2 separate regions of the Hordeum vulgare genome follow, and region 2 is linked to region 1. A link is a contact called in public Hi-C data. All regions are on one chromosome and are shown on one strand. The core of a region is the stretch at or near the end of the contact, and the rest is flanking DNA. Distances in the headings are between cores, read along the strand shown. Region 1 holds the start of LOC123402653 (pentatricopeptide repeat-containing protein At4g02750-like). Region 2 has its middle 12 kb from the start of LOC123402384.

Region 1 (5,471 bases), core at 219-2,718:
AGGTTTTCCATCCCATCACATCACAACAAGGGAAGAGGTTAAGAGTTTCCCAACTATCCTTGATGAAGCTGCAGGTTCAGAGCAGATGATCCCTGTTCTCAAGGAGCCCTTCAATGCGAAGAATGCAGCTGACAACATCATCTAAGTGTAAATTCCTTCCTCAGAATATCCTTGGTGTTGAGGCGATCATTGAGAAGAAGACAGAAGAAAGCCATGACTTCAGAGGGGATTTGGAATTCCATATCCAGTTGGAGTGCATAAGGTCTTAGATGAAGCTGAAGGAAAGGTTGTAGATCTTTGTTGCCCAGAAAGAGGCTCCCAGCTGAAACTCCAAATACCAGCACCAGAGGGATTAGGACTGTGTCGAGTGACAATCTGCCTGACAACTGTCCGCAACAATAACTTTGCAGCACTATGAGACAGATCTAATAAATACTGTGTGGAATGTTTGATTTCCCACCTAACTGTGAAGGTAGCCCAATTGAATATGTAACATGCGTGACAAACTGACAATGCATAAACCCTTGCACTGCTTATCTAGGTAAGTTCAATAAGTAAAGTAGGCCACCGGAAATATTTTACAATAAAATGTCTCAGAAAAAAAATGACATAGCTAGTATACAGATATTTCACAACTGCCTGACAGACGACATTTGGCCATTTGAGGTGTGAGTTCATCTCAAGTACAGCTGCACACAATGAGATGCAGGGCCCATATATTAAAGCAAAGCGACTAATATAGATGTGTAAAACTGGCACCGCACCAAAGGCCCCAGAACATTGTAGGAATCCAGTTGTCAATAAACAAGTTTTCACCGGAATTACCTGCACTATGAGTTCTGTGTAATCGCTTGGGAAATCTGCACTGAAGACGTCGCGGGTGCTCTGGTCCCCAGTGACAGCGCAGACATTGAACCAAGTTCTTAAATTCCTCCTTGATATAGCGAAAATGCTCCCACCACCATCGCCACTGTTAATTGTAGGAAATCTCCAATTTGGAACCTTCACAAAATAAACAAAATGCATGAACAGAAAGCTCAAATTTAAAGGGAAAGAAACAGATGAAATAGATAGCTTGTTTGGGATAGTGTACTTGTTTATGTGGGGCAGATGGTTTGAAGGTAAACGGTGCGTTGGAGATTGAATAATTGGTTGCCATGGCCATTGAAGCGGGGTGGGTGGTTCAGACAGAGGGCCAGAGGGGTAGGGGGAGAGGGAGAGAGTATCAGTGTGTGGTAGTGGAGGGAAATTGCTATCGAAAGTACCAGTCTGTTTGGCAAGGCATTACTGTGTGGTCTCCAATTGCTGTGATGAGAAAAATATCTTGCCTGTCATGACAGCGACATCTAGTGTATATATATGCTGCTATTGGTTGACAAGATAATTCATAGACTTTTCTTATCTGGTTTATCCTAAAATATTGATAGTGGGCCAATGTAGCCTTGCTGAGAAACTCTGACTCTTGGCTGAGAAATGGATGTCTGAATGAAATTTAAAGGATACCACTAATGCAGAGTTGATGGCTCCAGTACCTCACTGTCTTGTTTTTAACTTCTTGATTACGATCTTGTAAGGGGTCATCACTAAAGAATTGAACAGGCTCCAACACCTCACTATCCTTTCAAGAACTTCTCATTTGGGTGTACCCCGGCCCCTGACAAAAAGGACAAATTTTGGACTTTGGAGCCATCAGGGCCATCAACTGATCTCACAGACTGCCAGAGTTCCATTTTTCATAACCTTATCATGTCGCCCCTTCTATCATGACAGAAAGGTTATCGACCTCCTGGCATGTCTGATCAATCAAAGGATGTGTGTTGTCATTGGATGAGAAGGAAACAACCTCCCCCTTCAGCTCAACCCAACTACACCCTGTCTCCTTCTTTAAGCCCTGCTCTTTCATGAATCCTCTAACATTGGCAGCACTTCTCCACATCTCTTTTGCAGCATATAAGTTTGACAAGAGTGTATACATTCCTCCATCAGAAGGTTGCGCCTGAAGAACATTCTTTGCAATGACTTCTCCAAGCTGAACATCTCCATGAGCATTACATGCGCTAAACAGTGTCTCCCATGCATTTACTTGAAGGTCAGATGGGATTTTTCTTGTGAATGCATAAGCTTGGTGTACAAAACCAGATCTTCCTAGGAGATCAACCATACAGGAGTAGTGATCAGATCTTGGAACCAAGTTCCAATCCTCTTGCATACTTCTAAAATAGCGGCAACCTTCATATAAATAGCCTTTGTGTGCACAAGAAGACAATACACTAAGAAATGTTGCATGGTCTGGACGAAACCCATCTTCAGTCATCTTGTCAAAGAGCTTCAGAGCTTCAGCAGCCATACCATGATAAGCATATGTCGCAATCATGGCATTCCATGTCACTGTATCTCGCTGCAACATCAGCTCGAAAACTTGGGAAGCTTCAGAAATTAGACCACACTTCGAGTACATAGATATCAATGAGCTCATGACCAAAGCGTCGCGCTCAAAGCCAGTTTTGACTGCACAGAGATGCACCATTTTTCCACATCCAAGTGCAACAAGAGAGGCGCAGATAGAAATAACAACGCTCAAAGTGGCTTGGTCCGGTCTGAGTCCTCCTCTGACCATTTCTGACAGCAAAGCTAGTGCTCCTTCATCTTTGTACCCAGAGATCAGTGTGTTCCACGAGGTCTCATCTTTCTGTGGCATTCTTCTAAACCAGGTATTTGCACTAGCCATGTCCCCTTGTTGAACATAGCCTTGCAAGATCGTGTTCCAAGATACGAGATCCCTATCTGGCATCTCAGCGAACAATCCCAAAGCATCATCCATCCTCTCACTCTGCACGAAACCACCGATCATTGTGTTCCAAGCAACAGCATCGCGATCCGGCATTTCCTGGAACACCTTCCATGAAGCATCAACATCGCCATTCTGCAAGTACCCACGCATAATGGCTGTCCGAGATACAGTGTCCTTCTGGGGCATCTCATCAAACAGCCTCTGCGCAACCTGCATCCTCCCAGCCCGCGCATAGCCTGTGATCATAACATTCCACGAGACAGGGTCCCGTCTCTGCATCCGGCCAAACAGCTCCTCGGCATCCTTCAAGCAACCAAGCGCGACGTAACCCGACAGCAACGCGTTGCAGACAGACGTCGACGGGGAAGGCGCGGTGTCAAAGAGCTCCCTCGCCTCGCGGACACGCCGCCTCCTGACGTAACCGGAGATCATGGTCAGCCACGAGACGTCGTCCCTCGCTGGCATCGCGTCGAACAGCTCGCGCGCCCGCTCGACCATCCCGTTGCGCGCGTAGCCCGACATCATCGCGTTCCAGGAGACCACGTTCCGGTCCGGCATCCGGTCGAAGAGCTCCCTGGCCTCGGCGACCCTCCCGCACCGCGCGTAGCCCGTCAGGAGCGCCGCCCAAGAGACCGGGTTCCTCGCGGGCATCGCGTCGAACGCCCTGCGCGCGTCCGCGAGCATCCGGTTCTGAACGAAGCCGGAGATCATGCAGTTCCACGTGAACACGTTCCGCTCCGGCATTTCGTCGAACAGACGGCGCGCGGCGGCCACCCTGCCGGCGCGGAGGTGGGCGCTGATGGCGGAGTTCCATTGGAAGATGTCGCCTCCGGAGGGCGACGGCGGGGCCAGGGCGCGGCCGCGGAAGAGGCGGAGGGGAGGACAGGCCCTGTGGGGTCCGCGGTGTGGCTGCAGAAGGTTCTGGAAAGTTCTTATCATGTTCAGAGGCGATTAGAGGGAGGAGAGCGCATAAACGTTTCTAAGGGAAGTGGTACGTAGCGGCGAACCATCAGCCGTCCGTTCACGAGGTTATTCGTGCGGAAGGAAGGCCGACACCCAATGCATAGGGAGACAAGCTGTGTGAGGGCATGTACAATGGTTGATAAGATACTTTTATTTTAAATCTTGCATGTACTCTCTCCGTACCTAAATATAAGTCTTTTAAGATATTTCACTAGGTGTCTACATACGAAGCAAAATGAATGAATCTATACTCTAAAGTATGTCTATATACATCCGTATGTAGTTCATTAGTTGAATCTCTAAAAAGACTTATATTTAGGAACGGAGGGAGTAATTTAGAGATGACAAAAAAATAAGTCTACAATGGATCATCTCTTAGCCTTATCTTCTATAATTAGTTATTCTTAAAAACATTGTGAGACATATTGTACTAAGAGATCACATCTTGTCTTCTCTTAAATAAGAGAAGGCAAAGCATTTTTCTCGAGTTCGCTCTCCTTCACCTCATCATTTATCCTATGTGGCACTCCTAAGATAGCACCATTGTACATGCCCTGAGAGAAACTTTTGTCACTCCCATACACTTCTTCTTTTAATTTTTTTGTTATTATATTTTTAGTAAATAAGCTAGATGATAATTTATGACCCGCCATTAAATGACGCGTGTGACGGCCTCCGATGAGGATCTCGACGAGGCATTACAGCGGCCGCCGGCAAGAGGTGATGCAAGCGGCGTGTGATACGTCCATTTTGCATCATGTTTTCATGTTGATATTTATCGCTTCTTTGGCTGTTATTTCACTTCACGGTACAATTCTTATATCTTTTCTCTCTTATTTTGCAAGGTTTACATGAAGAGGGAGAATACCGGCAACTGAAATTCTTGCCTGAAAGTGGAGCAAAGTTGAGATACATATTCTGCGCAACTCCAAACGCCGTAAAAATCAACGAGGATTTTTTCTGATTTATCAAACATACTGGGCCGAAGAAGTGCCAGAGGGGCACCACGGGGTGCCCACAAGCCTGCACGACGCGGCCACCCCCCCAGGTCGCGCCATGAGGGCTTGTGGGCAGCCCACTGGCCCACTTGCTCCCCTCTTTTGCTATATGGAGGGTTTCGTCCAGGAAAAAATCAAGGAGGAGCTTTTTCGTGGTTTCGCCGCCGTCACGAGGCGGAACTTGAGCAGAACCAATCTAGAGCTCCGGCATGACGATCCTGCCGGGGAAACTTCCCTCCCGGAGGAGGAAATCGTCGCCATCGTCATCACCAACACTCCTCTCATCGGAGGGGACTCGTCACCATCGACATCTTCATCAGCACCATCTCATCTCCAAACCCTAGTTCATCACTTGTAACCAATCTCCGTCTCGCGACTCCGATTGGTACTTGTAAGGTTGCTAGTAGTGTTGATTACTCTTTGTAGTTGATGCTAGTTGGATTACTTGGTGGAAGAGTTTATGTTCAGATCCTTGATGCTACTCATTACCTCTCTGGTCATGAATATGATTATGCTTTGTGAGTAGTTACTTTTGTTCCTGAGGGCATGGGATAAGTCACACTAATAGTAGTCATGTGAATTTGGTATTCGTTCGGTATTTTGATGTGTTGTATGTCGTTTTTCCTCTAGTGGTGTTATGTGAACGTCGACTAGATAACACTTCACCATTATTTGGGCCTAGAGGAAGGCATTGGGAAGTAATAAGTAGATGATGGGTT
Region 2 (5,450 bases), core at 2,787-5,286, 130 kb before region 1:
TGGTTGTGGGGATAGTACAGCATGTTGGTTGGGTCACCCTCCCCCTTTTGCAAGTGATCTTGTTGCTAATTAGGATTGTAATTCTGTCATTATGGAATAAAAACCTATGACTTTCGCAAAAAAAAAAATATCTCAGCTAAGCATCAATACATTAAAAGAGACCTAAGAAAAAGACCTTGTGAATGCTCGTAGACGATCTTTCTACCACGCGAACACACTTTTTAACACGAAGGCAGGACATTGCATTGGACGAGTGTTGACTGAGCTTGTAAAAGAAGAGACATTGCCAGGCCTGCCGATACTTTTTCTTTGCAAGGAATAAATGTTCGATGTGTGTTTAGAAAATGATCATCGTGTATTGAAGAAAATATTGAATCTGCATTTAACAAATGTTCAACAAGTATTCAGATAAATGCTGAACGTGTATTTGAAACTTCTTCAACATGTATCTGAAAAATGTTCAACCTGTGTACGGAAAATGTTCAATGTGCTTTCAAAAAATTGACATGTACTTTGAAAAAAGGTACAGATAAAAATTGATAAAGAAAAACACACAAAAGAAAACGTGTGGAACCTTCCCAACTGGTAGAAGGTTCCACGAACCGGTCACGGAAACTTTCGCAAACTGCTAGCTGATACATTGTTTTGGGCCCACTTTGTCGATTGCTATAGGCGAGATGGATGGATGTATCGCAACAGTGTGGCATAACTTCTCGGGAGGTCATGCCTGCCGCATTCTGCCGCAGGGAGTTGCTCGGCCGCACAGGGTGATCGCCCGACTCGGTCGATCCATTTTTTTCCTGTTTCTTTTTTCCGTTTCTGCTTATTTTCTTTCTTTCTTTCTTTCTTTTTTGGTTCGTGTTTTCTTTCTTTTTTATTTTTCCTTTTTTATGAAAATGAACAAATGTTGAATTTTCCAATGACTTTTTGAAAACATGAATTACTTTTAAAACAGAGAAAAATTTGAAAAACCCAAAACAAATTTGGAAATGCGGACAATTGTTTAAAGCACGAACCTTGAGAACAAAATTATGAAACAAAGAACAATTTTGAAAAACCCGAACAAATTTAAAGCGCGAATAATTTTTTCAAACACGACCATTTTATGAATCTTGAGAACAAATTTTGAAACCGAGAATAGTTTTGAAAAATCTTGAACAAATTTGCAAGCACGAACATTTTTTGAATCTTGAGAACAAAATTTTGAAACGGGGAATAATTTGTAAAAAACTCGAACAAATTTGTAAGCGCGACCAATTTTGAACATTTTTTAAAACAGAGAAAAAAATTGAAAGCGTGAACAAATTTTTAAAGACTGAACACTTTTTGAATCTTGAGAACAAATTTAGAAACCTAGAAGAATTTTACAAAATCCTGTACAAATTTGGAAGCGCGCGAATAATTTTATAAAGCTCGAATATTTTTTTGAATCTTAAGAACAAAATTATGAAATGGAGAACGATTTTGAAAAACCCCGTCAAATTTGAAAGCGCGAACAAATTTTGTAAGCACGAACATTTTTTGAACCTTGAGAACAAATTTTGAAACCGATAAAATTTTCGAAAAATCCTAAACAAATCTGGAAGCGCAAACTATTTTTTAAAGAATGAACATTTTTTGAATCTTGAGAACATAATTTTTGAAGTACAAAAAATTTGAAAAACACCGAACAGATTTGGAAGCGCGAGTAATCTTTTAAAGCACGAACATTTTTGAATCTTGAGAACACATTCTGAAACCGATAACAATTTGAAAAAATCCTGAACAAATTTGGACGCGCCAACAATTTTTTAAAGCACGGACATTTTCTGAATCTTGAGAAGAAAATTTTGAAATGGAGAACAATTTTGAAAACCTCCGAACAAATTTGGAAGCACGAACAATTTTTTAAAGCACGAACATTTTTTAAATCTTGACAACAAATTTTGAAACCGAGAATAATTTTGATATATCCTGAACAAATTCAGAAGCTCGAAGAGTTTTTGAGAATCCCAAACATTTTTTCAAGTTATGAATGTTTTCGAAAAAAGAAAAGTATTTGAAATTTAGAAAAAATAAAAAATAAAAACATCTTTTGTATTTGAAGAAAAAACAATTCCAGAACATTTTTTTGAAACAGAAACAGAAAAGAATAAACAAAAAGAAAACAAAGAAAAACCGGTCAAGGGAACCTTCTAGAATTTTCCTAGAACCGGAAAAAACTGGCCGAGAATCTCCCAAAACCGGGATTAGTGAAAGGCGCTAATGGGCCAGCCCATTCAAATCCCTCGCCTCCTCTCGCCTCTGCGTTTGCCCGACAACGCATCAAATAGTAGATTCCTAACTTCACCACTCGATAAGTTCCACACCATGAGAGAGGGGGCAAACCTCCGCGATGCGCCCGCGCACGCCGGAGGGGAACCCTAGCCGCCAAGCCCATCGGCCCCGCCTCCATCCCCTCCTCCCCACTGCCACCGACAAGCGCTGACGGGCTAAGTCGATTAGCGCGATGTCGGTGGGCCCTTCCCCCTCCTCTGCTCGTGGGAGGCCTTCGCGGGGCGGCGCCCTCTGGTGGCGGCGCTGGGTAGTCGTGGGGCCCAGCAACGCGATGGCGGATGCATGACGCGGTGGAGTGGCTCGTTGGTGGTGGCGCGTCGGCGTCCTGCATCCCGCATGCGGCGCATCAGCTGCGGAGCTCCCATCTCGGGAGGTGGCATGCGGACGGATGCCTGACCGGATCTGGCCTTGGGGGTTGGCCGGCAGCGCGGATCTGATGGTCCCCGGCGGTGGCATGCCTCCTGGACGCTGGTTTTCATGGGGGCTACTCTGGGAGGCTACGCGGGTGTCTTGAGCGGATCGGCTGGTCCTCTATGCAGCCTTAGGTGGCGAGCGCGGGTCAGGTCTGTTGGAAGGCATGACATCTGGCGGCCGGTGGCCCGAGGAGTGGCTTAGGTACGTTACCGCGGCTGTGGTGGTGGACGATGCCCGGTGGTGCTCACCTACAAGGGATTGACTTGGTGTGTGTTGGATGCCTTCGCGTTGTGCCCTTCCTGCTTGGTGCTTGTTGTGGCATCGGTCCGAGGGTTGTTCTTTGGGCATTGTTGTGTCATCGTACGGATCGACACCGGTGACCATGAACATGGAGGCAGCGGCCAACGATAGGCACTCGGTTGTATCTCCTCTGATCCACCAGGACCGGCTAGGGACACATGCACCGGCGTCCTACTATGGTGGTGTTGACCCAAACCCAGTGGCTGATGTCGGGCTGAGAGTGAAAGTTGGTCCCTTTCACTCTTACAACTGAGGTTCAGTGGTCGTGACGTGGATGGTCGGTGTTACCCAGGGGCATGGATGCGAGGACGGCAGTCCCGGACGGCGGGCTCCATAGTTGGCTTTTCGGCACGCAGTATGGTGACGGCGCTGGCTTCGTCATTTGGTCGTGTGGACGACTAGGGATGTAGTGATGAGAGGCGCAGGCCTGCTCTGGCAGGGCCCAAATCTGTGGTGGACAATTTGGACCTCGTTGGGGTGGTGGTCGGGGCTCCTCTTGGTGGCACACACGAGTGTCCGAGTGAAAGATCTGTGCTTCTCATGCCGGCGACGGTGACACCCGTGGGTGCCGCTTGCTTCTTGAATACAGTGTCGTCTCCCGGTGAAAATATTTTTCTGTTGCCAGACTCGGCAGCGGTGATGCTTGGCGCTGTCATTCTCTTGGGGACGTTGTCATTGAGCTCAGGGGTCTTTGTTTGGTCCTCGACAAAGTGTTAGGCTTGTTCTAGGTTCATGTTTTATCTTTTGATTTGCCATGTAAGAGATCCCCCATCATATTGTATCGTTCAACCATGAACTTTAGTTCGGTGTTTCATTTATGAAGCAGGACGACAGCCTATTTCGAGACCATGAGAGAAAGAGAGAGAGGGGCAGAAGAAAGGTTGAGTAGGCTGAACCTCGTAGTGAGCTTAAGTGCACAATGGACCTGCCGAGTGATGGATCTAAGCCCGAGGCCACGGAGGTCCGGGGTCGTGGCATGAAGCCCAACTCCTTTATATAATGTAGCATTATACTGTAGCAATTGATGCAGTATACAAAAGGGGCCCAGGCGGCCCGCTGGGCTGGATCCGGCCCTGGACCTGCCTCTCTATTTTGAAATTAAATGAAGGGGCAAAACACCTCCAAAATATGATATTTTTTGTGTAGTCGATGACAAGAGAGTTACCTCTTCAAGAGATCACGATGGTGCGCTGCCAGTTTAAATCCACAACGCGGTGGTGGAATGGTTCTTACGGGTGTGCTTGTAGAAGTCGGTGGAGTTGAACTCACCGCTTTTGAACTCCTTATTCCTAAGAGCAACTCTAGTAGACCCCGCAAAATGATCGGTCCGTAAAAAATCCGGCGACTACGGGTTTGGGCTCTTTTTCCTTTCAGAGCTGATACTGCAAACGCGATCCGATCAGGAAATTTTTTGCGGTGGCCCGTAAACGCGACCGCTCGACCGGCATAACTGCGGGTTCGACCGTTGGATGCTGGTCGAAACCCTATCCCTCCGCCGCGAAGAAAAGCCCCCCCCCACCTCACCGCTGGCGCCTCCAATCCGCCGCCACGCGCTTCCATTCCGCCGCGTAGCCGCTCCAATCCAGCGTCCTTGATGGCCAGCTCCGGTAGCCGTAGGAACGACGACCCCGAGAGGGCTCGTCGCATCAGATCCGACGCCGCCCGTAAGCGTGCCGTCCGCCGGTACACGCGGTGGGGCCTGACACTGCTGTCGTCGCTCCTCCATCGCGAGACAGAGGAGTACGACCGCGCGCGCGGCCGTCTCTTCTCCGGCAGCAACTCATTCGAGGCGTCGAGCTCGCGCTCGTCCTCCTCCCTCCCACCGGTGAAGATGGAGCCGGAGGCCGAGGTGGTGCCGGAGCGACGTGCTGGGGCCGTCGTCGGACCGGAGGATTTCCTCCCTCCGGTGGAGGCGGATAGCCTCCTGCCCGTGTTGCTGGCGCGGAATGCACAGGAGGTGGAAGAGGACCAGCAGCGCCGCCGGAGGGAGGAGGAGATCGACACCGTGCTCTACGAGCAAGGTGTCGCGTCGGCCATCGCCTTCGGCCACAAGGTGGAGGAGTGGCGTCGCGAAGCGATTGCGTAGAAGCGCATTTACGTCGAGCTCTCCTCCGACGAGGACGACGATGACGAAGTCTAAATGTAGGATATCTACTACTGCACGAGCTCGACTCCGGTGAGCTCCATTTTGCGTAGTGCGGTAGGATAGGTAGTAGCTCTGGTGAGCTCCGATGAGCTCCAGTAGATGATGCCCCCCTCTAGTTGAATGTAGTGTTGTATGATCATAACTATGGTTCCAATTTTGCCCGCAAATGTTTATTTTTTAAATTATGCAGTTTTATTATGCGGGTTCTATTCTACAGCGCAACTTTTCGTCGTGCAAAGCCCCACTTCGTCGAACTGCAAAACGCGTTTGCAGG

What was found. Hi-C and Micro-C count contacts between places; a contact is called where the count stands out from the background.
Region 2: a contact with region 1 is called in a Hi-C map of seedling, with 2.6 times the contacts expected there. The contact joins the enhancer-like site here to the promoter of LOC123402653 in region 1. A contact is called at or near these places in 2 of 6 Hi-C or Micro-C datasets (leaf and seedling).

The regions. Positions count from the first base shown.
Region 1 is chr6H:34,566,978-34,572,448 of MorexV3_pseudomolecules_assembly, reverse strand. It overlaps LOC123402653 (pentatricopeptide repeat-containing protein At4g02750-like), which reads right to left and starts at 1,468. Exons shown (of 9, transcript XM_045096584.1): 1 at 1,094-1,468; 2 at 826-1,002. The coding sequence starts at 1,165.
Region 2 is chr6H:34,695,272-34,700,721 of MorexV3_pseudomolecules_assembly, reverse strand. No RefSeq gene overlaps it. Among protein-coding and RNA genes, the nearest start is that of LOC123402384, 12 kb to the right of the region's middle. Within about 2 kb of position 4,036, at least 3 of the 3 cell types and tissues checked have open chromatin away from gene starts, as enhancers often do. A contact at or near this core is called in leaf and seedling, where this site is marked.